Linked DNA regions of Ovis aries: region 2 is linked to region 1. A link is a contact called in public Hi-C data. All regions are on one chromosome and are shown on one strand. The core of a region is the stretch at or near the end of the contact, and the rest is flanking DNA. Distances in the headings are between cores, read along the strand shown.

Evidence for each region. A called contact is a pair of places that touch in the nucleus more often than the background predicts.
Region 2: a contact with region 1 is called in a Hi-C map of liver, with 4 times the contacts expected there. The contact joins the enhancer-like site here to the promoter of SLC2A3 in region 1. A contact is called at or near these places in 10 of 16 Hi-C or Micro-C datasets (blood, hypothalamus, liver and 4 more).

What each region holds. Positions count from the first base shown.
Region 1 is chr3:207,057,987-207,063,142 of ARS-UI_Ramb_v3.0, forward strand. SLC2A3 (solute carrier family 2 member 3) reads right to left here and starts at 2,955. Exons shown (of 10, transcript NM_001009770.1): 1 at 2,826-2,955; 2 at 786-878; 3 at 79-239. The coding sequence starts at 2,840.
Region 2 is chr3:207,117,017-207,122,172 of ARS-UI_Ramb_v3.0, forward strand. No RefSeq gene overlaps it. Among named protein-coding and RNA genes, the nearest start is that of FOXJ2, 30 kb to the right of the region's middle. Within about 2 kb of position 2,830, at least 39 of the 54 cell types and tissues checked have an H3K27ac peak or open chromatin away from gene starts, as enhancers often do. A contact at or near this core is called in hypothalamus, liver, muscle and 1 more, where this site is marked.

The sequences.
Region 1 (5,156 bases), core at 1,705-4,204:
CTCCCTGCTCTAAGCCTTAATGCTTGTCTTCAGTGCAAAAGGTATAGCCCCCTTCCTTGCACAGTTTCTGGTCAATACCTGCCAAATCGGTTGACAAAGAGTCCGACGGAGAAGGAACCAATCATACCACCCACGGAGAAGATGGCCACAGACAAGGACCACAGGGATGTGAGGAGCACGCTGGACGGGGGTGTTTCTGACCGTTCTTCCAAAGTGTAATTGAGAAAGTCTTTTATGATCTGCCAATTAAAATGGGTGGTGGGAGAAAAGACCATTATAGTTGGATGAGAAAAGATACAAACACTCAGGATCTTCCCCTCCCTAAGAGAACTGTGTTCCAGTTACTTTCTAGGTAGAGCGTCGAGGGAATAAATAGATGGCAATGGAAAAGACAGGTAACACTGGAATTCATGTTACTAAATCTGAATAACTTAGTTGTCCTGAAAATGCCAGTAGGTAGTAGTACTGATGTACTTCTGTTCAGGGATGATTTCACACCGCACCCCTGCACCCCGACTTTGTAACTAACCTCTAGGGGACAATAAGGGAAGTGTGTCACCAGAGGGTGAGAGGATGAATGGGCCCAGTCCAGGGTGCAGGGAGCCCCTGCCCTGAGCCTCTTGCTTTGATCAATGATTCAATTAGATCCCCACCAATATCATGCCCCATCTCAGTCTTAGCCAAGTGAGCTACCAAGTCTGTCTAAGCATGATAATTCTGGAAACCCTACCTAAAGGAATACTTTCCCCATTCCAAACTCAAAACTCTTGTTGCCTGGCACTCACCGCCTCAGGAGCATTGATGACTCCAGTGTTGTAGCCAAACTGGAAAGAGCCTATGGTAGCAATCGAGATGGCGAAGATCAGAGGTGTGGTGACCTGCGGGGAGGGTAGAGAAGAACATTCCTTAAAATTCTTGATCCATGACTGGCTCTTATTAAGGAGAACGCACCATGAGATTTTTGCACCTTGTTTTATGCCCCGGATACGTTCCAGTGCCTCCCAGTTTACAGTCTCTGGGAACTTGAATTTGTATTCTGCTGTTATCTGAAAATTGTGTAAATCTTCATTAGGTTGAACTGGTTCATAGTGCTTTTCAGGTCTACCACATTCTTTTACTTTTCTGTATATTCATTCTATTAATTTTTGAGTTTGATATTGAAAACTCCAACTAAAAATCTTGATATATCTACTGAAAAAAATTTTAATATATATGTAACTTTGTTCTGTATTTTCCAAGTCTCCTGTAAATGTGTTATTATACTTTCATAATTTAAAAAAGAGAAATACCATGAAGATAAAATTTAAAAAAAGAAAATTAAAAAACAAGAGATTAATGTACTAGAACTCAGCTGGTTGGTAGTATGAAAACAACAACTTAACCGTTTAGGTAGTGAATAAGGAACACAAAAGAACTGAAGAGCTTATCTGGTGATATAGATGATCATGAAGAGTAAACCTGGGGAAATTCTGGAAAGAAAATTTTGGAAGGGACAAGTTAGGAGAACTGGGTTAGTCCGTTTGTCAGTATTCAAACAGCAGCCCCAGGTAAATAAATCCCCAGGCAAGCACAGAATTGTGCTCAGGGATAGAAAAAACTGAGGGCAGACAGCAAAGCCTTAGGATTGTTCTTAGAACAGATTATTCCGCGACCAGCTAGAGCCAGTGTAGGCTCACCCGTACCCCAAATTCCACAAAAGCACGAGTGGTACTGATGTGTCGTCATCACCAGGCTGCTCGCAACTCTGGGTCCCAGAATGTGCAGGATCCGCCCGCCGTACCACCGTACCCTTCCTTGGTCCCATCTGAAATTCTTCCCGTTCCCTTAAAGAGGTACTGCTATCCCCCACCCACCCACCAGGGGGCGAGAACAAGCTGACTCCCAATCCAAAATGGAGACATTTTGTGAGGGGGCTGTGCTGAAACCAACCCAGTCATCACTCACCTTGTCGGGGATAATTCTAGTAGGTGTGATCTTAATTTCCACCCCAAGAGAGCTCAGTTTTTATGCCTGAGAGCTCCCCGCCCCCGCCAACCCTTTCTCATCTTAAACTCCTTCCCTATCAAGTCAGGCAGTGGCAGGCCTCGAGTTAACAGTTCCCCAAATTGACCTTGCCTCCACCGGCATCTAAGTACCCCCGAGGCCAGCGGGGGCAGCGCTTTCTATTTCATTCACTCCTTTTAGTAGAAACCTCTTATTTTCTCTCATCATTTAACTCCTGAGGGCCTTCCTACTTTTTCATCCCTTCTCCCATCTTTTATTTTCAGATAAATTACCTTAGTGAAAATGCCCTTCTCCCAGCAAATACCGCATCCACAACACTCAATAATAAATATACTGTGCGGTTACAATCATGGAATTCTCTCTCCTTAGGTAATTCAGGGAATCCCACAAGTCATAGAACAGATGATGGCTGGACACCGACCCGGCACCCCCAAAACAAACCTCAGGTCTTTTCAAGGTCTAAAGCATCAACACCACCATACGCCCCCGATCCCCTGAACGCTCAACTTCACATCCTCAAAAGCATGTAATTGTATTAAAGAAAACACAAACACACACACCCATGTGTGTAATACAAACAACTTCTCCAGGTGACTTTTCCCACACCAAGAAGGTGAATGGAACTGGGATAAATCCTTCATAGGACATGACATCCGAAAAGAATTGTGTAAGTGCGGCACTGCAGGCTGGGAGAGCAATGGGAAAGGCTTCCAGATTGCTAGGTGACTCCGCGGAACAGAGCTCAGCCAACGCCGGTATAGCTTGCCTTTCCGAGTGCAACCCAAGCCGGCAAAAATAACCGGTAACCGTATCGCTCTTACCTTCGTGGTCCCCATGGCCCTAATTTAATTCTTTTCAAATCTTCGATAAAGATCTAGGAGTGGGACTCCAGAGACCCCTCTTCCAGGCAGCAAAACCTCCAAAATGTCCTCTATCGGCGGCAAGTTTTCCTCCAGGTCCTCAGTAGCGGAGCCTATATCTCATGCGCCTATATAAGCTTCGGAGAGGGCGGAGCCCGGGAGACAAGCCCCCAGCCCCACCCTACCCGCCTCCAATCTTTGGAGCTCCTCGTAAGTGTAGACCTCAAACACTGCCCCCTCCCTAGGCAACACCCCCCAACCCACCCTTCAAGCCTGCTTTGGAAAACCACATCCTGCCCCCACCCTACTTCATTTTTTTTTTTTAAAGCTTCTCCTCCTTCCCCGTTTTAAGAGCACGTTTCACAGACAAAATGCTACCAGAAAAACCCTGGAGGGAGGGCAGATACACTTTATTTTTTGCTCTCGCAAGGGCTCAGAATTGAATCAATCCGTAAAAAGGTGAGAATAAAGGCTATCCATATTCGGCAAAGGTCGCTGGATGTGAACAGAAAACATTCATAATCCTATGACTTTATCAGCTGCTCTTTGATTGCAGGCTGTGTCTACAATCTTGGAGGGGAGGGAAGGACAGTCTGGAGAAGGAAAGCCAAAGAAGGAAGAATTGGAAGAGCTTTTGGCTCCACTTGCCCTCTGACTTAGCATAGTCTCTCCTGGGGGAAAACCTGAATATCCAGGAGCCAAACCAATTCTTCCTGGGTTCCAGGAAGCAGAGAATCAGCTGGCCTGGGACACAATCCACACTCCTGAAAATGTTGTTCACCAGCTTCCCACCCAGCTGAATCCCACCCACTCTGCAGTGTTTTGCCCCTAGTCCCATGTTGACAGCATCTAGAGAGAGAACAGCTGTAAGGTTCCATTAAACAGGTATTTTATTTGCAGAGCACAAACTGTGTATCAGAAAGAAGTTGGGGATTCATCAGTAGAGAAGATCAAAAAATCCAGGCCCTCAGGAATCGACGGTGCTCCCCTTCTTCCACTTCAAACATTCAAGAGGGACCAGGGCAACTGCTTCTTACACAGCTGGAGAGAACTGCCAACATCCTATTCCTTCTAGGCTGTGAGAGAAAAGCATGAGATACACATCTGATTTCCAAGCCATACAAGAGAAGTGAGCAAGATGAGGAGGAAAAAGATAGAAGGAAAATGAGAGCAGAGGAAGATGAAGGAAAATAAAAGGCCAGTGAAGTGACTCCCATGTGAGAGTAAAGGAAGGGGGGCAGTTTAGTTGTAGTTAAAGAGTTGGGTGAGCAATTATGTCAGGCCTTTATGGTGGGAAATTATCAATAGTCAAGTTCCCAATGCCTATTAATCTGTAGCCTAGCAACCCCAGCCGGGGGAAGAGGGGCAGAAACAGGTGAAGAGGTAGAATTTGGCTGGAGGAGTCACTGCTGATAGTGTATCTTCCTTTGGGGTTTTGGTTGGGCACCTGGAATCCAAACTGGCACTACGGGGCCTGAAACAAACCACCTCATGTGGTCTGTCCTTAAATGAGGATTAAAAAAAAAAAACAACTGAAGTATGATTGACTGACATTTTTATATTAGTTTTAGGTGTACAACATACTGATTCGGTATTTTTTATTATTTTGGGGGGATAAAAGTTTTTTGGTTTTATCTTTTTAAACTTTTTCTTCTGTCTTGGAGTATAGCCGATTAACAATGTTGTGATAGTTTCAGGTGGACAGAGAAGAGAGCTCAGTCACACCTGGTTTGATATTTATATACGTTACAAAATTATCACCACTAAATGAAGGCATTATTCAGTCTGGCTGTTAGCGGAGAAAACTGGCGATGAGTGAAACGTGACTTCCAAAAAAACCTTCCCATGAGTCCTGCCTCCCCTCCCCCGAGTCACCCCCCTGTATTCCAGGAAACCCTGAGCCAGGAGGCCCCTTTAGTTACCACAGCAACTGAGTTTAGCAGCCTAAGGACAAAGAATATCCTGTATGGCAGCGCTGCCAGCAGAAATTCAATCTAAGCCATTTATATAAGTTTTCTAAGTGACCACATTAAAATTTTTAAAAGAAAAACATTAGAAAGAAATGATTTTCATAATTATTTTATTTGACCTGATAGCCAAAATAATACTATTTGAACAAATAATGTAAGTATATATATTAATTTATATTAAAATAGTTTACTTTTTTTTCCCTAGTAAGTCTTTGAAATCCAGTGTATACATTTCGTTTACGACACATCTCCATCATAGACTCTGTTTTCTACAGCTACAGTAATAAGTCGTTCTAATTAAAACAACAAAGCTGTGTTTGAT
Region 2 (5,156 bases), core at 1,580-4,079, 59 kb after region 1:
TGTTCAAAACATTTATGGTGTAAAGCAAAAGGCCCATTCCCAACTGCATGACCTTGTCTGATCAGTCGAATGGTGACAGGCATGGAGTTATTGGGAGATTAAATAATATAGATTCGAGTTCTTTGAAAACTGTAAAGCACGAAGTTGTCACCGTGCTGAGTCCCACGCAGCACAGGAAAGTCAGGATCCCCTGAACCAGAGGTCATGCAACGGCTGATCCCACAGGCAGACTTTCCTCAAAGGCATTTTTCTCTATATGTAGCTTGGGAAGTCAGTGAGCGTCATTTGCCCAGTAAGTAGCATGACTTCATCACTCTATCACTTCCCAGAATAACCTCTTAACTACCACTCTTTACATTAGGCAACCTATCTTTACATCCTGTGAAGACAACTGTGTCAACTCCAGTTCCTGCTTGTTTTCTGATGACCGCCCACCCCCGCTTGTTCCCCAGATGGTTGATTGGCAATGCTGGGACCATAAGAAGAAATCTAAATAGGTCATGGGATATACCCACAGCTTCATATTTTTGATCTGGCTATGAGTCCTTTTTACCCTACACATTTACCACTGTTCCTTCTAGTCCGTAAATGCTCTTTGTTAAGACATCAGCCTAATAACATGAAATACACAGACTTAAAAAAAAAAGTTGTAATTAATTAGTCATATTTCACACACAATTTTACTACAGTAGGCTTCAAACTGGGCTTTTAAAAAAATACATTATCAACACCCCCACCAGAATGGTACACTGCTTACAGTGGATAAGCCTACATAGCTTCCATTAGCGTTTACTCTTGGTGGCGTACAGTCTATGTGCTGGGACAAACGTATAACGACTCAGATCTAGCATGCTGGTCACACAGTGTTCTTTCACTGCCTCAGAAATCCTCTATGCTCCACCTAGTCATCCCTCCCTTTCTTCTCCACCCATTTTTGATCAAAATAATTTTCCAAGACTTCAGCTTTATGAGTTTTCTAAAATTGTTTTTCTTAAGAATATGCCTGGTTGACCCTTTTTTCTTTCTCATCTTCCTTTCCACTGCTTTCTCCTACTTTGTAAAAAAAAAAAAAAAAAAAAAAAGGTTATCTCTAACCCATCTTAAGTTTTTACTACGGTGCAACAGGCACAATTTAAGAGTGCGTAGTTCCTGAGAGATAGAGCTCTGATAGTCAATATGGCATTAATGGGAATGATTAGAGGGGGAAGCGTCTTCCCAGTGATATTCAGAGGGTGACCATCCATGGATGGGTGACTTTAGCATCTCCTAGGGGCTTGTTAGGTGTGAAAACTGACAGTTCCACTCCAGACTTGCTGGGTCAGACTCTCTGAAAGGTAGGGACCAAAAAACTCGTAGTAACACCAAGCCTTCCAAGTGACTCCTAAACATGCTAGAGTTTTAGAAGCATCAACTGGTTAAAAAAAAAAAAAAAAAACCCTCAGCAAAGTTCCAGAACATCTGTCTGAATTGAGAAGATGGTTGGTACAAAGACAGAAGTTAACATTTTTATTTGAAATAAAGTCAGAATTTTTCTGACACAAACCAAGTATGATTTGGCTTACTGGCTTGCCCAAGGACAATGGCTTTGTCACGCAGTTGATAATTCTACATATGGAATGAGTTATGTTTGTAATCAAAGGTTTAAAAAACTCTACAGGAACCCACATATATGGTTGTAATTTCTTATTTTAAAAAAATCTTTATTTTTAAAGGATTATTTTTTACCTTTCTGATTTTTGTCTCTGCTGGGTCATTGCTGTGGGGGCTTTTCTCTAGTTGCAGTAAGTGGAGGCCACTCTCTAGTTGGTGCACAAGCTCTACGGTTTGCCGGCTTCAGCAGCTGCACTTCTCTGGCGGTAGAGCACAAGCTCACTAGTTGTGGCACATGGGGAACTTCAGCATTGGCAGGCTGATTCTTTACCACTGAGCCACCAGGGAAGCTCTTAAAAGTGGTGTTTTGTTTTTGTTTTTGTTTTTTTTTCCCCTCTTTGATGTGGACCATTTTTAAAGTCTTTACTGAATGTGTTACAATATTGCTTCTATTTTATGTTTTGGCTTTTTGACCGCAAGGCATGTGGGATCTTCGTTCCCTAACCAGGGATCAAACCCACAGCCCCTACATTGGAAGGTGAAGTCTTAACCACTGGACCGCCAGGGAAGACCCATGTATGGTTGTAATTTAGGGGCAAGGGGAGCCTGAAATACAGCCGCAATTACAGGCTAGCTCTGCTCCTCAACCAGAGGGAGGGGCATGTTTTCTCTGCACAGAGGGAGGGTCCCTAGAAAACTGCCCATTCCGCTTCCCCCCACCCCCACCAGGCACCCCTTTTCTCAATCTGCACAAAGGTACCAGAAAGGCTAACAATAGCCCTGAAACCCATCGAGACAGCAGAAACTAATCCCGGAAAGTAATTAAAACATTTTAGATATCAACTTAAAAATGAGTGTGTGTGAGGGGGAGGGGTAGATGGGGGGGGCAGGGGACAGGTTGTATAGTTTTTCAAAATTATTTTCTGAGTAAACAAGCCAAAACGGAGATTACTGTATCTGTCTCTCCTTCCATGTTGCTCGGGCGCACACACCCCTGCCCAAGTCTCTGCCTTTCTCTGATTCTTATATCACATCAAAGCCCATCCGTTCCTTTAACCTTCTGCCTGATCTTTCGCCTAAGCGTTCTCAAGTTTATTCTTTTCTTTTGCGGGCGCTGCCAATTCACTTCTAGGACCACACACTCGAGCCTGACTAAATACACCAACCCATCATTAGCTCATCTCGGCTGGATTCTCATTTCCACCTCCTGTAAACCCACAAGAGCAGGGAGGGTGCCCCAAAGGCACACACTGCCACCTAGCGGCCGACGGTTTACCAGGCGACTGGGGCGACCCCGGGCGTTTGGCAGGGGCACCAGGGCGGAACCGCCAGCGTTAGCTCCCTCCGCTGGGGTCATGGCCTTATCTCTGTTCGGAAACATCTTTCCACGTCTTTTTCTCTCAAAATTCATTCCATCTTTCAAAGTCCAGCGTAAACGTCATTTCTTTTTTTTGATCTTCCAAGGAAGAGGACCCCACTCCTCTACAAGTCTCAGCGTGGGTTCAGCTGTTTCACTGGAAGGCCTGGAGAGCCACACTGCCTAATCCCAACTCTTTCTCTTCCTCTAGTCCTTCAAAGACTCGGGGCCTCTGAAGTGTGTGCCATCAGGATATTGCAGTCTGTGATCCCCTGGGCCACTTCCCTTCATTCCCTGGAAATCTGAAAACCTGACTCATTCTCCTGGTTACACAACGCCTGCTGTCATCATTCCTAGCGGCTGCGTCATCCCTGGAAACAGTTCAGCCCTGTGTTGGCCTCAGTTCCTTGTCCGCTCATTTCCAATCATCCTATTTTCCAGTCCACCTCGCACTCATTTTCATGGTGACACCCTAGCCTGAGTCATTAAAAATAAATGCTTTTCTTCCCAAACCTCTGTTTCTTGAATCTCACACTGATCATGGCCTCTCCAACAATTTTTTTTTTTTTTTAATGTGGACCATTTTTAAAGTCTTTCTTGAAATTGATAGTGCTTCTGATCTCGTGTTTTGGCCATGAGGCATGTGGGATCTTATTAGCTCCCTGATCAAACCCGCACCCCCTGCTTTGAAAGGCAGTTTTAACCACTGGATGGTCAGGGAATTCTCCTTTAACCATTTCTTAATAGGAGCAGGATCTCTAAGTTATTAACTCTATTAAATTTTCACTTCATCACCCTTCTATTTTTACTTTCCATATCCCCTAACTTAAATGGTTAGATTCATCACTATAAGCACTACTTTGCAAAAACTTGCAACTCCTTAACACTTTTCTCCCTCCTGTTATATTCCTGGGTAAAACCCCAACCCTTGGTTAAATCCAACTCTAGTTACTCTGCTTGCTTGCATTCACTAACTAAATAAATATAACTGGAGAAAAACCTGCAACCATGCTAACTGGTATCACATTGAATTAGATGATAATCTCAAGTGAGCTCTCGGAACTGCTCTGCAAAGCTTTATTTTCCCAAATTCACTCCCTATTGTATAACAATTTCACACCTTTTCCTCCCACCTCAAATTTCCAAGATCTCCTTGTCCTTTTTCACACTGAGTTGATAATCTCATTTCTTATTTCTTTGAAAAACGAAAGAAATTTCTCACCATTCTAATTCATTATCAAATCTACCTGAATCAGTATCCACACTCTCAGCTTGCTTCTTGTTGAAATGGATGAACTGTCTCCTGCTCCCCGGCTCAGGAAGATCCCCTGGAGAAGGAAATGGCAACCCACTCCAGTATTCTTGCCTGGAGAATCCCATGCACAGAGGAGCCTGGGGGGCTACAGTCTGTGGAGTCGCACAGAGTGGGACACGACTGAGCGACTGGACAACAACCACCCATCGGCTAAGGCTGGTCCCTCCACCACAGAACTGACTCCTTTCCCTCTCACCTTACTCAAGAATTTCATCCTAAACACATTTCCCTTATATCATCTCATTTCCCTTTCTACTAGATCAATACCATCATATCCCTTAACAACACTCTCCTTTAGATAAAGACAGACTTCAAAAAAGTAGATGCTTCTGAGAAGGTGAGATGTTGGCAGACTCTTACAATACATACGAGATTCTATTTCTCAAGCAGGGTGGGTATCAAGGTGTCCATTTTAAAGATTCTTGCCTTTTTCATAAAGATGGTGCTGAAAGCGAGGGAAGCGGTGCTGAAAGACATCTACATCTGCCTCTGAAGGCAGCCCAACACCCCTGGAAGAGCACTCCCAGGAGGAGGAGGCCTGACCCTGTGCCACCATCAAGGCCTGCTGACCTGGGTGATCCATGAAGAAGACAACAATATACTTGTGTTCACTCTGGGGTCAAGGCCAACAAGCACCAGATCAAATAGGCATGTCATGGCCAAGGTCAACATTGTGATCAGGTCTGATGGAGAGAAGTCCAACTGGCTCTTGACTGTGATGCTTTGGAGGGTGCTAACAAAGTTAGGAGAAGGAAATGGCAACCCACTCCAGTGTTCTTGCCTGGAGAATCCCAGGGACGGGGGAGCCTGGTGGGCTGCCATCTATGGGGTTGCACTGAAGCAACTTAGCAGCAGCAACAAAATTAGGATCATCTGAACCCAACTCCACCTGGT